Regions from separate parts of the Mus musculus genome. Here region 1 is linked to region 2. The links are chromatin contacts, called in public Hi-C maps. All regions are on one chromosome and are shown on one strand. The core of a region is the stretch at or near the end of the contact, and the rest is flanking DNA. Distances in the headings are between cores, read along the strand shown.

Region 1 (5,156 bases), core at 327-2,826, 140 kb before region 2:
TTACCCTCTTGGCAATGCACAGGGTGCGCAGGCCTTCTACTGCATAAAGATTGAGGTAATTCTGTGTTTTACTCCGGATCTTTTTCTGGTGCCTTCCTCTGGCGTCATCTAGGTCAGAGTACAAGAAGAATCAGTAAGAGCAGCCCAGCTGAGTGCCCCCATGAGGTTTTCCTGGTGCCCGTCATATTGATTACAAACAGCGTGCAAATGTCATAGAGCTCAAAATCAGCCAGCTGTTACTTTAATAAGGGAATCTCATCAAAACACAAGTTTAGGGTTGTTTATAAAATCATTTGAGAAGCACAAGAGAACAAAATTTTATCAAAAGTGACTTGACATGGTTTTTGTAAAGTCTACTAAATAGAGGAGTATACTAACTTATTTATGAAAAGAACTTCAAAGTCTCATTTCTCTCCCCAAAACATTCCCCACTGGTGAGAAAAGATGTCCAAGTATTGCATATGTCATATTTTTACTAAACACACACACACACACACACTGAATTTGAAATTTAAGTGGAACTGTATTTTCTCCCTCGGCAATTCTGAACCATAAGGCCGCTGAACCCAAGAAGTCTTGTCTACTATTCAAGTTCACCTCGAGACAAGCTGGATGTGGCCAGCAATGCAAGAGTGTGACAAAGGATGCAAGAGGCGTCTGACAACTGGGGCAAAGTAAATAAATATAAATAAATAAATAAATAAATAAATAAACAAATAAATAAATAGAATTCTCAGTCTCGTGTATGAAGCAGAACATACATAAATTGTACCCTATGGCATGAAAATGTCTTGGCAGGCCAATTCCTTAAAGGTGGCCTCTTATAGTTAGTAGTGAACATGAAGTGTTGTCCTGGATCATTTAACTTTAATATTTAAATGAATGATAAGCTAATGTTTAATATTTAAATTAAAGACAAGTTCAAAGATATGCTCAGTTTGACTGCCTTATAGTGTTTTCTCATCACTGTTGCATGCTTCCTGAGTCTCTGGTCACTGATTCACTTTGAAATTAAAATGCAAATCACCCAAGCTCTTCCTTGGTCTCTGGAGAGGAGAGTGTGGATGGTTCAGAAGAGGATAATAATAAAAGGGCAGTGACTCTGATCAACCACAGTTATTGAAAAAACAAAACAACTACTTGAATGAAAGTAGGCTAAGTCATTCAAGACTTGAAATGGATGGAGATAAGGATGGCCCTAGGCATCCATTTCTGGGCTGGGCGGAAACCAAGATATAGATAGTGTCTGATATAAACGGGCAGCTACACTGCTTCACAAAACCTGCTCTCTGGCCTGCACTTAGCCCAGGCACAAGGACATAAGACTCTACCACATTTGGAGAAACCTTTTCTACACTATCAGGCAGCTCCCTATAAGAGACAGGCAGGGCCGTCAGAGGGAAAATAGTGCTGGGGCTTGAAGGACCTGTTTCTATGCTTGGATTGATCTATATATAATCTGGTAGAGGATGAAGGAGGTTGCAAAATACCCAAGCTCCACTGGAGCACACCGAAGATCTTGTAAGTCTAAGGAAATTCATTCTGGAGCAAGGGTATACATCACCCATTAGTCTTCTCATGTCTTGGACTGAAGCCAGGGTCTGCTGACTCAGGCTAAAGTTATAATATTCCCAATGCCTGTAATGTCATACTCATGCCAAAGCCTCCTTATCCCCCCCCCCATATTCTACAGCAATCTCTGGGGTTAGTTACCTACCTATTAATAGGGGGAAATTCTGTGTCTGGTGTTCAGCACCATAGATAATGGAACACCAGTATATTCAGAAGTGGGATGAAGGCTGCCAGTACCTACACTGCTTGTAGAGGGATCCACGCAGAAGGATGCTGAGACTGAGCCAGGGTGGGGCAGACAAGTGCCAGAGTGACAGCTCCTACCACCGTCTAGAATGATGGCCTACATGTTCACCAACTTTCAAATACAGAGGGATTGAGAGAGCAGGAACTGGCCAGATACTGGGAGACTGCTGTTGCTGCTCACAACCTGTGAGGCTCCCAATGGGGAATACAGTTTCTCTTCTTGATATCAATGTGTATTTTTTATAGAGTGTTAAGTGTTATTTCCTTTACACTTTTGGAATTATATTTTTCCAATAAAAATTATATTTTATTGAGAAACGGGGGAAATGTGATTCTCTGGTTGTTTATGAGAGAGAGAGAGAGAGAAAAGAGAATAAAAAGCTTAACTGCTGTAGTAGGTAGCAGCATGTGAGACCCTGCTGGGCAGAGGGCTACAGTGAATATGCTTTCTGTCCTTGCTCCCAGAGAAAGAAGGCCAGAGCAGACTGAATTCACTGTCTTAAAGTCTTTCTAAAGTGGTGACTCCACGAAACCACAGGCAAGGGCATCTTGAGGAGCGGTGACAGAGGAATAGAAGTCGGTGGCATACCGGGAATTGAGCCAGTGTGTACAGGGCTTCCTTTGAGGCAGGCATTGACACACAGAAAGTGAATGACTCACACAGGGTGGAAGAGCCAGGAAGTCCAGATGTGATGTTTGATTGAACAGAGGAATGTGAAGACTTGGGTGGCATGTTGCTACGCATCTCACACCCACTTGTTGTCACTTCCCACCGTGGCCAGCAAGACGAAAGGACTTGGCTATGTGCTGATATAATAGCCTCTCTTGCCCTGTCACATTCACTTCTGGTAAAGTGCCGTGAGCTCTTTGAAGAAAGCGTGTGTCTTTCATCCAGCAAAGAGACCTGGGTACCCTCCTACTGTCCTCATGTGTACACAGGTCAGGTGGCCTGTTGCTTCTTGGTTACTCCTAGCCATCTGTAACAAGTCTGTTCTTCTCCACACCTATCTTATCTTCTCAAACTAAAAGCTAAACAATTATGTAGATGGTCATGTGTCCAGGTGGGTGAGTTCACTGGAATTCCAGTGCTTTGCTACAGCTGCTCCTCCTGTTAGCTACAGTCTCAATCTTGACATGTGCAGTATACTTATACATCCTTCCTATCCAAAACAACTGCAATACTTCCCAGAGGAAGGTGGAGATCCACACAAACAGGTGATTTCTATTTGTTCTACTTGCCAGGTGGCACTTGGAGAATATAAGATACAACTGTCATCACCTAGGCCTTCCAGGCCTTCCAGTATGTAAGGAATTTGAGCTCTGTCCTTATCTGCTGGTATCTGCAGGTGGCAGGCTTCTTCCTGAGGCCTACCCTAGGGGGTGGACAGGACAAGGCGCATGGGTGCACAGCAACCCTGCATTGTGGCAGCATGACTTAGTGGAAGGGGTTGCAAAGCTCCCCAACCTTGACCTTAAAGCTGGTTCTGTTTATGCTTTGTAAATGGTAAATATTTTCTTCCTTTGCAGATGCTGCACAGGAGCAAAGCCGTGGGCACACTTAGTAGCCACCATCTCTGGGTACTCTGTTAATGTTCCCTCCTGTCCTTAGTGAGTGTCCTGACACTGCCCCAGATAATGCTCCTTCCCCTGTGACATATTAGGAGAAAATGAGGCATAAAATGGCAAGCAGTCCATCCTATTACATTTATTTTATTTAATGACATCTGTTTCTGAGATAGCCTTGGCTTTGGTTGATTTTAAAATGTCTTTTACACTACAAGAAGACCTATGGAGTCAACTAATCTGGACCCTTGGGGGCTCACAGAGACCAATACACCAACCAAAGAGCATGCAGGGGCTGGACCTAGGTCCCCGTACACATTTGTAGCATTTGTGCATGTTTGTCTACAATTGGAATGGGGTTGTCTCTGACTCTGTTGCCTGCCACTGGATCACCTTTCTAGAGCTGGGCTGCCTTGTCTATCCTCAGTGGGAGAGGAAGTGCCTCCAGCTATAACTTGAAATCCCAGGGCTGGTGGTACCCCAGAGGGGCTTCCCGTTCTCTGAGGAGAAGAGGAAGGGGTAGTTGGGGAAGGGGCTGTGATGGTGGGATAGGAGAAGAGGAGGACTGCAACTGGCATGTAAAGTGAATAAACAAACTAATGAATGAATGAATGAAAAAGAATAAAACGTGAAACAGTGGTGATGAAGTGTGGGTCCTTCAAAGCCCATGTATTAAAGGTTTGGTCCCACTGTTTTGGAGCAGGGTGAATGATGCCCACAACCTGAAGCTTGGTGGAAGTTCATTAGATCACCAGGAGTATGCTTTCAAAGGGGGTAAATAGTACCTGGACTGCACCCCCTTCCACTTTTGCTTCCTAGCCATGAGATAAGGAGTTTGTTCTAGTAGGTGAGCCTACAACAACAGCCTGCCTCATCACAATACTGGGATTAGTAGGGTCAAGCAACTGTGTATTAACATCTCTTAACTGTGATCCTCTCTATAGGCTGATATTTTCAGGTATTTTGTGGCAGTGATAAAAAAAGTTGACTATCAGGTGGCATTACAAGACTGAGTAGTAAGAGTTTCTTTATGGTTTATCTATACAGTTGTGATGTTCTTAAACCTCTTAAATTAGATGGCTTCCTTCAGGGAGTCTGGTTCCTCACCCAGCTACGTAGGGCTTACTGCCCCCTACAGCTAGCATAGGATGTGATGGGCTTCTTCAGCTGTCCTCTTCCCCACTGTACATGCCAGTGACTTCATTCTTTGAGAAGTTCATGCATGCATACAGTGCATCCTGATTACTGTCCCCCTGCCTCTCTAATCTCCCTCCTACTCGCACCACATGCCTTCCACATACAGTCCTTTTTCTACAGTACCTTTCCTTTTTCTTGTGAGAGAGGCTGAAGCCTCTACCGTCTATCATTCTGCCTTGAAGTACTGCCAGTAGAAGGAAATCTGCTCAGACAGCTACCTTCTCTGTGCTTTCTTTCATGTAGGTGTAAACAAGCATCAAGAATAAAAATGAAGGTTATCTTGGAATGGAAAAAAAAATCAACCCATTAATAGGGCTCTGTTATGAGCATCAAGAACTCCATATACAGTCTCACAACAGGTGATACCCAATGTGATTCCAGATATGGAAGCCAGAAAGATTGTAGGGGTCAAGCATCAAAGCCCTGGGCTGGATCCTTTTGGGCTACTATCAGCATTCTGCATCCACCTTCATCCTCACTCCTTTGTTCTCACTACAGTGTTGACAGAGAAAAAGCCAAGTTCACTTTACAATGTGGCCTTTGCTTTCCTTCTGCAGGTCAGGAGGGGATTTCTAGCT
Region 2 (5,190 bases), core at 1,716-4,215:
CCAAATCTGCTAAGCCTAACACATTGAAGATGTGATACTTTAGAAAAAAAAAAAAAGTGCCAGTGGTTCTTACAAAAAGTCTAAAAACCGCAAGCATAGGAATGTGAGAAACCTGTTTGAGGCTCAGACCACTCTGCAGTAGCTACAAGTTACTTAACCTCTCAGAACCTTAACACTGCTCAGGCAGTCAAAACATTCAAGTTGACCTAGGCAACACAACATGGACCCATATCAAAAACAAAACAGAAAACTCTCGTATAGAGAAAAGGATGTCCAGTCCTCTAAGTTATCCCAAGGGATAAGTTCAACATCATCACTCATATGTTCAAGGCTCAACTTGCCACTGAAAAGCAGGGCTTCTTAGGGTGTTTTCAGGCATGGTGAAAACTGAACATGAGCTGGGGCAGTGGTGGCGCACACCTTTAATCCCAGCACTCGGGAGGCAGAGGCAGGCGGATTTCTGAGTTCGAGGCCAGCCTGGTCTACAAAGTAAGTTCCAGGACAGCCAGGACTATACAGAGAAACCCAGTCTCGAAAAAAGAAAAAAAAAAAAAAAACTGAACATGAAGAATATCATCCAACTAGGAAGCCATGTCCAACAAGGTAAGCCAGAGACAAACAATGAACTGAACTACAAATGATGGCCAAGACATCATTTTCTTCAGGGGTGCTCCAGCTGATGAACAGAGAGCTCCAAAGGTGATCTACCTCCATGTGGATATCCAGGTGGGGAATAAAGGGAGAAAGTTCACCAGGAAACCCTGGCTCACATCAGAGCCTTGGGGTTCTGAGAGATGACTTCCATCAGAAGGAAGTAACTCTCAGGTCACCAACCTGGGAAGCAGCCCCTCAAGGTCTCTTTTCCACTGGAAACAAGTTTTGGCCAGAGGGGGATAGTGGTGGCCCACACCCTTAACCCCAGCACTCAGGAGGCAGAGGAAGGTAGATCTCTGAATTAGAAGCCAGCCTGGCCTACTGAGTGAGTTGTGGGTCAGACAGGGTTACATAAAGAAATTGTCTCAGAAAACAAAACAAAAAACAAAAAACAAAAAAAAAAAGAAGAAGAAGGAAGGAGAAGCTGCTGGTCCCTGTGGTTGAATTAGGGAAAACCTGGAAGAAGCTGAGGAAGAGGGCTACCCTGTAGGAGGACTAGAAGTCCCAATTTCCCAATTAACTTGGACCCCCGAGATCTTTCAGACACTGGACCACCAACCAGGCAGCCTACACCAGCTGATATGAGGCCCCCAACACATATACAGCAGAGGACTGCTGGGTCTGGGTTCAATCAGAAAAGATGCACTTAACCCTCAAGAGACTGGAAGGCCCCATGAAATTTAGAGGTCTGGTGGGGTGAGGGGTGGGGACATCCTTGTGGAGAAAGGGTGGGAGAAGGTATGGGATGTGGAAAAGTCGAAGGGTAACCAGGAGGGGAATAAAATCTGGAGTGAAAAATAAATTAATTAACTAATTAATTTTAAAAAGAACTAATGAAAGAGAAAAAGAGAGAGAAGGAAAGAAAGAGAAAGGAAAAAGAGGGGGGGTGGAAGGAAGGAAGGAAGGAAGGAAGGAAGGAAGGAAAGAAGGAAGGAAGGAAAAGATGGCTCGTGGCATGTCCCAGCACTGGGGAAACTAAGGAAGGAAGCTCATCACTAGGTCATCACCCTGAGCTACATTGAGATCCTATCTCAAAAACACTGCAGCAAGGTGGAGAAAGAAGAAGCCTAAGAAAAGGAGAGGCAAAGGAGGACAGAGGGAGAGAGAGGGGCACCGGCAGGGTCAGGGAGAAGGAGCAAGGAGACTAAAAAATGGTACCCAGACTGTGGCGGGATCATAGCTAACTTAAATGGATGGACTGTTGTTTTTGCCTGACCTTCAATCTAATCTGTGCCCGATGAATCAGAACTTTTTGTCCCAAAACATCTATTATCTAAGACCAAGCTATAAATTCCTGTGTGTTAAATGCCATGGTGACTTGGCCAAGGATTGAGGCCAGGACTTCAGGTGATCATATTCTAGGCATAGGGTAAGGGCAGATGTGGATGAAACTAAACACGTGCAACCAGATGCCAACCATTGGTTCGTTCTAGTTTAGAAATTAAGTTTAGTGCTAATCTGGAACAGGGGACCTGTGTGCACCCCTGCATCTTTGAGGATGAATGATTTTCACCTGGCCCAGGCTACTCCGCGGGCCATCCTGGACTCGTGCAAGTCACACTCAACACCCTTTTTTCGGATGCTCAGTTTGGCTCACCTGCTGAAGACAAGGCAGCCCAGGTGGTTGATTTCATGGTCCGAGCGGTGTCGGCTGTAGTCCTCCCACAGGTCTTTGATGGCTGTGACCGCCAGAATGAAGAGCACAGGCGCCAGTGCCAGGCCCGGCTGGAAGGCGTTCACAGCCGGCACAAAGTTGAGCAGCGCGATGAAGACGAAGTACACATTGGCTAGGCGGTGGAACTGCTCGAAGAGATTCTTGGGCAAGAAGGACAGCAGCGTGTACTTGGTGGTCTTGAGGCGGTTGTCGGCCAGGTGCTGGATGCAGCCGCGCATCAGCAGCCGCTCGCCCTTGGGGGCTCCGATCGTGGAGTCCTCGGTGCCCAGAGGCGGTAGCAGGTTGGAGCGCACCGTGCGCGTCCTGCCCTCCCAGCGCCTTCTTCGCGGCCGCCGCCATCCCGAGGATGCGGACTCTTCGGCCGCCGGGAGCTCCCGCTCCATGGCCGCGTGTCGCCGCGCCCGGCTCCTCTGCCGCTCGCGCCAGCCTCCTAGGTGATCATCGCCCGCCGCCCGGGCGCGGCAGCGCGGACTCCCCTCCTGCGGGACGCACAGACACCACAGTCAGCGTGCCGAGCCCCGCCCAGCCCGCGCAGCCTGTCCAGACTTCCAGGTCTACTAGTCCCCGCGGGCAGGAGGTCGCGGGCCGGCTCGGCGCTCTTCCCCTCGCAGTCCCCTCCCGCCACCCAGGCGGCCTGGGCGGTTTCCGCCGAGGTGGCTCCTCTGCCCCGCCCTCACTCAGCGCCCAGATTCAGATTGGGCGGATAGCGGGAAACAAAAAGAGCCCGCGCTGGAAACTTTAGAGAGCTTTACTTTCGTTTCTCTGAGGCATCCAGTTTAGTCCCAGAGAGTTTGCAAACTCACTGTGCCACTAAGAGAGGAAGACTGAGTATCAGTTCGCCCCATCCCCTCCTAGCCCGCGCGCTCTAACTAGAGCAGACAGACTTGATCCAGGACCAGGAAATGTTGTCTGGAGAGCTGGTTTAGGACCTCCTCAAGGCTGGGTCATTTGAAGTTAAACCCAGAATCCTTAGTATACCGATTTTCCAGTTTCCAAATTATGTTTTGAAAAGCGCATTGCCACCTAAGTACTCTCCATAAAGTCACTATTTCTGTCCCCCCCCCCAAAAAAAAACAAAACAAAAAAAAAAACAAAAAAACACCCTACCCTCCAGCTTGCACTTACTTTCAGATATAATTTTTTGGTGAACTGGAAATTTTCTTTTTCTAGAATTACCTTCAACATTCTTTGTTCCCCAAATAGGACTTTTTTTTAAATTTCTTCATAGAAGAGAAGATTATAATATAGATCCAAAGAAACATTTGGGTCACTGTTTCCCTGCCTGGTAAACAAGGACTGAGATTCCCTAGGGCAGTTTTGTTCTAGAGATCTAGAAAAAGACTGGGCAGAGAGGGAGCCTGATGGGCAGCTGAGGGAATGTGAGCAAAGGGTTCCTTTCCTGTTGATGGGAGAGAGGAGTTTACATACATTGAATATTGGGAAATTGAAGGTGACTTTGGAAGGAGCTGGGAAGCATACTACAGGTGAAGTAGGGGCCCACAACTTCCACTCCGTGTGCCTCTTTACAGATACAGAGATGAGAAATGGGGATATTTGTGGTCTAGGAGAGCATGGCTGGCAAATAAATGAGAAATAACTTTGGGGTACTTTGTGTTCAGATTTGAGGACCTTAGCCTCTTCCTTTAACAGGCTAGTCCTTCCTTTCTCTCCCTACCTCAGCACCATTTGCTAGCTTTGGGTACTTCCTCTGAGGGTCCTGATCTGGCTTTACTGAAAAATCACTTGTCTTTTCCTATCCCTCTTTTTGGGTGTCCAACCTTGTGCTCCTTGGTTCACATGCTACCCAGCTATTGGAGGTTATCATCCTTGACCAAGCCCATAGTAGTCAATAGAATCCAGCATTAGAAGAGTAAAGTAACAGCTACGGAAGGAAGGAAGGAAGGAAGGAAGGAAGGAAGGAAGGAAGGAAGGAAGGAAGGAAGGAAAGGAGGGAGGGAGGGAGGGAGGGAAGAGAGAAGGAATGAAAGGGAAGAGGAGAGGAGAGGAGAGGAGAGGAGAGGAGAGGAGAGGGGAAGGGAAGGGAAGGGAAGAGAGAGAAGAGAAGAGAAGAGAAGAGAAGAGAAGAGAAGAGAAGAGAAGAGAAGAGAAGAGAAGAGAAGAGAAGAGAAAATTTCCCTCCCTATCAAATATCCACTCCCAGTAAGAGGTTCAAATTTGAAGGGTGAAACCAAGATAAGAAAAACATTGGGCTAAAGTGTCTGCATTTCCCCCAAAAGAACTCTCATCTCAGGGTTGACAATCCTAAGCCAAAGATTAGGAGAAAATCCAGTCTTTAACACCTGACTCTGCTTTCAACTCCATCATCTAACCTAGTGGAGTTCCAGGTCGGCCAGTTCCTTCATTCCTTGGCGGTCGCTTGTCTTTACAGATATTCCAGGATTGCCCCACAGCCTTCAAGTCAGTTGACCCCCTTTTAAGATCTGTGCTTCATTCAGTCCCCACTGTCAATGTAGTCACATGAGCACTTTATTTCATTTCCTTACCCTCAAGCTCCTAGGAATCCCCCGTTGCTTTCAAAGTCAAATGCTGACTCCTCAGGCAAAGGTCCCTTGAGGACCTCGGGGAACTGGCACCAGATGCTTTAACTCTGCACCTTCTAGTCCCTGCCAACCCCAGGGTGAGAGGCCTCCTTACCCTTCTCAGAACAGACCGTGTCCCCCCGTCTACATTCCATGCTAAGATTCCAAGATTCTGTGAGTCACACTACCCCACCAGTCTGGAATCTTCTCTCACATACTCTTAACCAATCCAAATTCAGTATTTCTAGTTGGTCTTAGCTCATCTTACACACACATACACGCATGCATGCATGCACATACACATGTACACAATCCCAGGTT

The links. Hi-C and Micro-C count contacts between places; a contact is called where the count stands out from the background.
Region 1: a Hi-C map of muscle stem cells shows a contact between it and region 2, with 3 times the contacts expected there. The contact joins the enhancer-like site here to the promoter of Atp10a in region 2. A contact is called at or near these places in 3 of 39 promoter capture datasets (the 3T3-L1 cell line, pre-B cells and second pharyngeal arch cranial neural crest), 1 of 484 Hi-C or Micro-C datasets (muscle stem cells), 2 of 115 datasets of contacts at active chromatin or transcription factors (effector CD8 T cells and pancreatic cancer cells) and 3 of 9 other capture datasets (adipose tissue, liver and pancreatic islet).

Annotation. Positions count from the first base shown.
Region 1 is chr7:58,798,416-58,803,571 of GRCm38.p6, reverse strand. It overlaps Atp10a (ATPase, class V, type 10A), which reads right to left. Exons shown (of 21, transcript NM_009728.2): 11 at 5-108. Among named protein-coding and RNA genes, the nearest start is that of Gm39019, 70 kb to the right of the region's middle. Within about 2 kb of position 1,576, at least 75 of the 459 cell types and tissues checked have an H3K27ac peak or open chromatin away from gene starts, as enhancers often do. A contact at or near this core is called in muscle stem cells and pancreatic cancer cells, where this site is marked.
Region 2 is chr7:58,655,977-58,661,166 of GRCm38.p6, reverse strand. It overlaps Atp10a (ATPase, class V, type 10A), which reads right to left and starts at 2,965. Exons shown (of 21, transcript NM_009728.2): 1 at 2,252-2,965. The coding sequence starts at 2,712.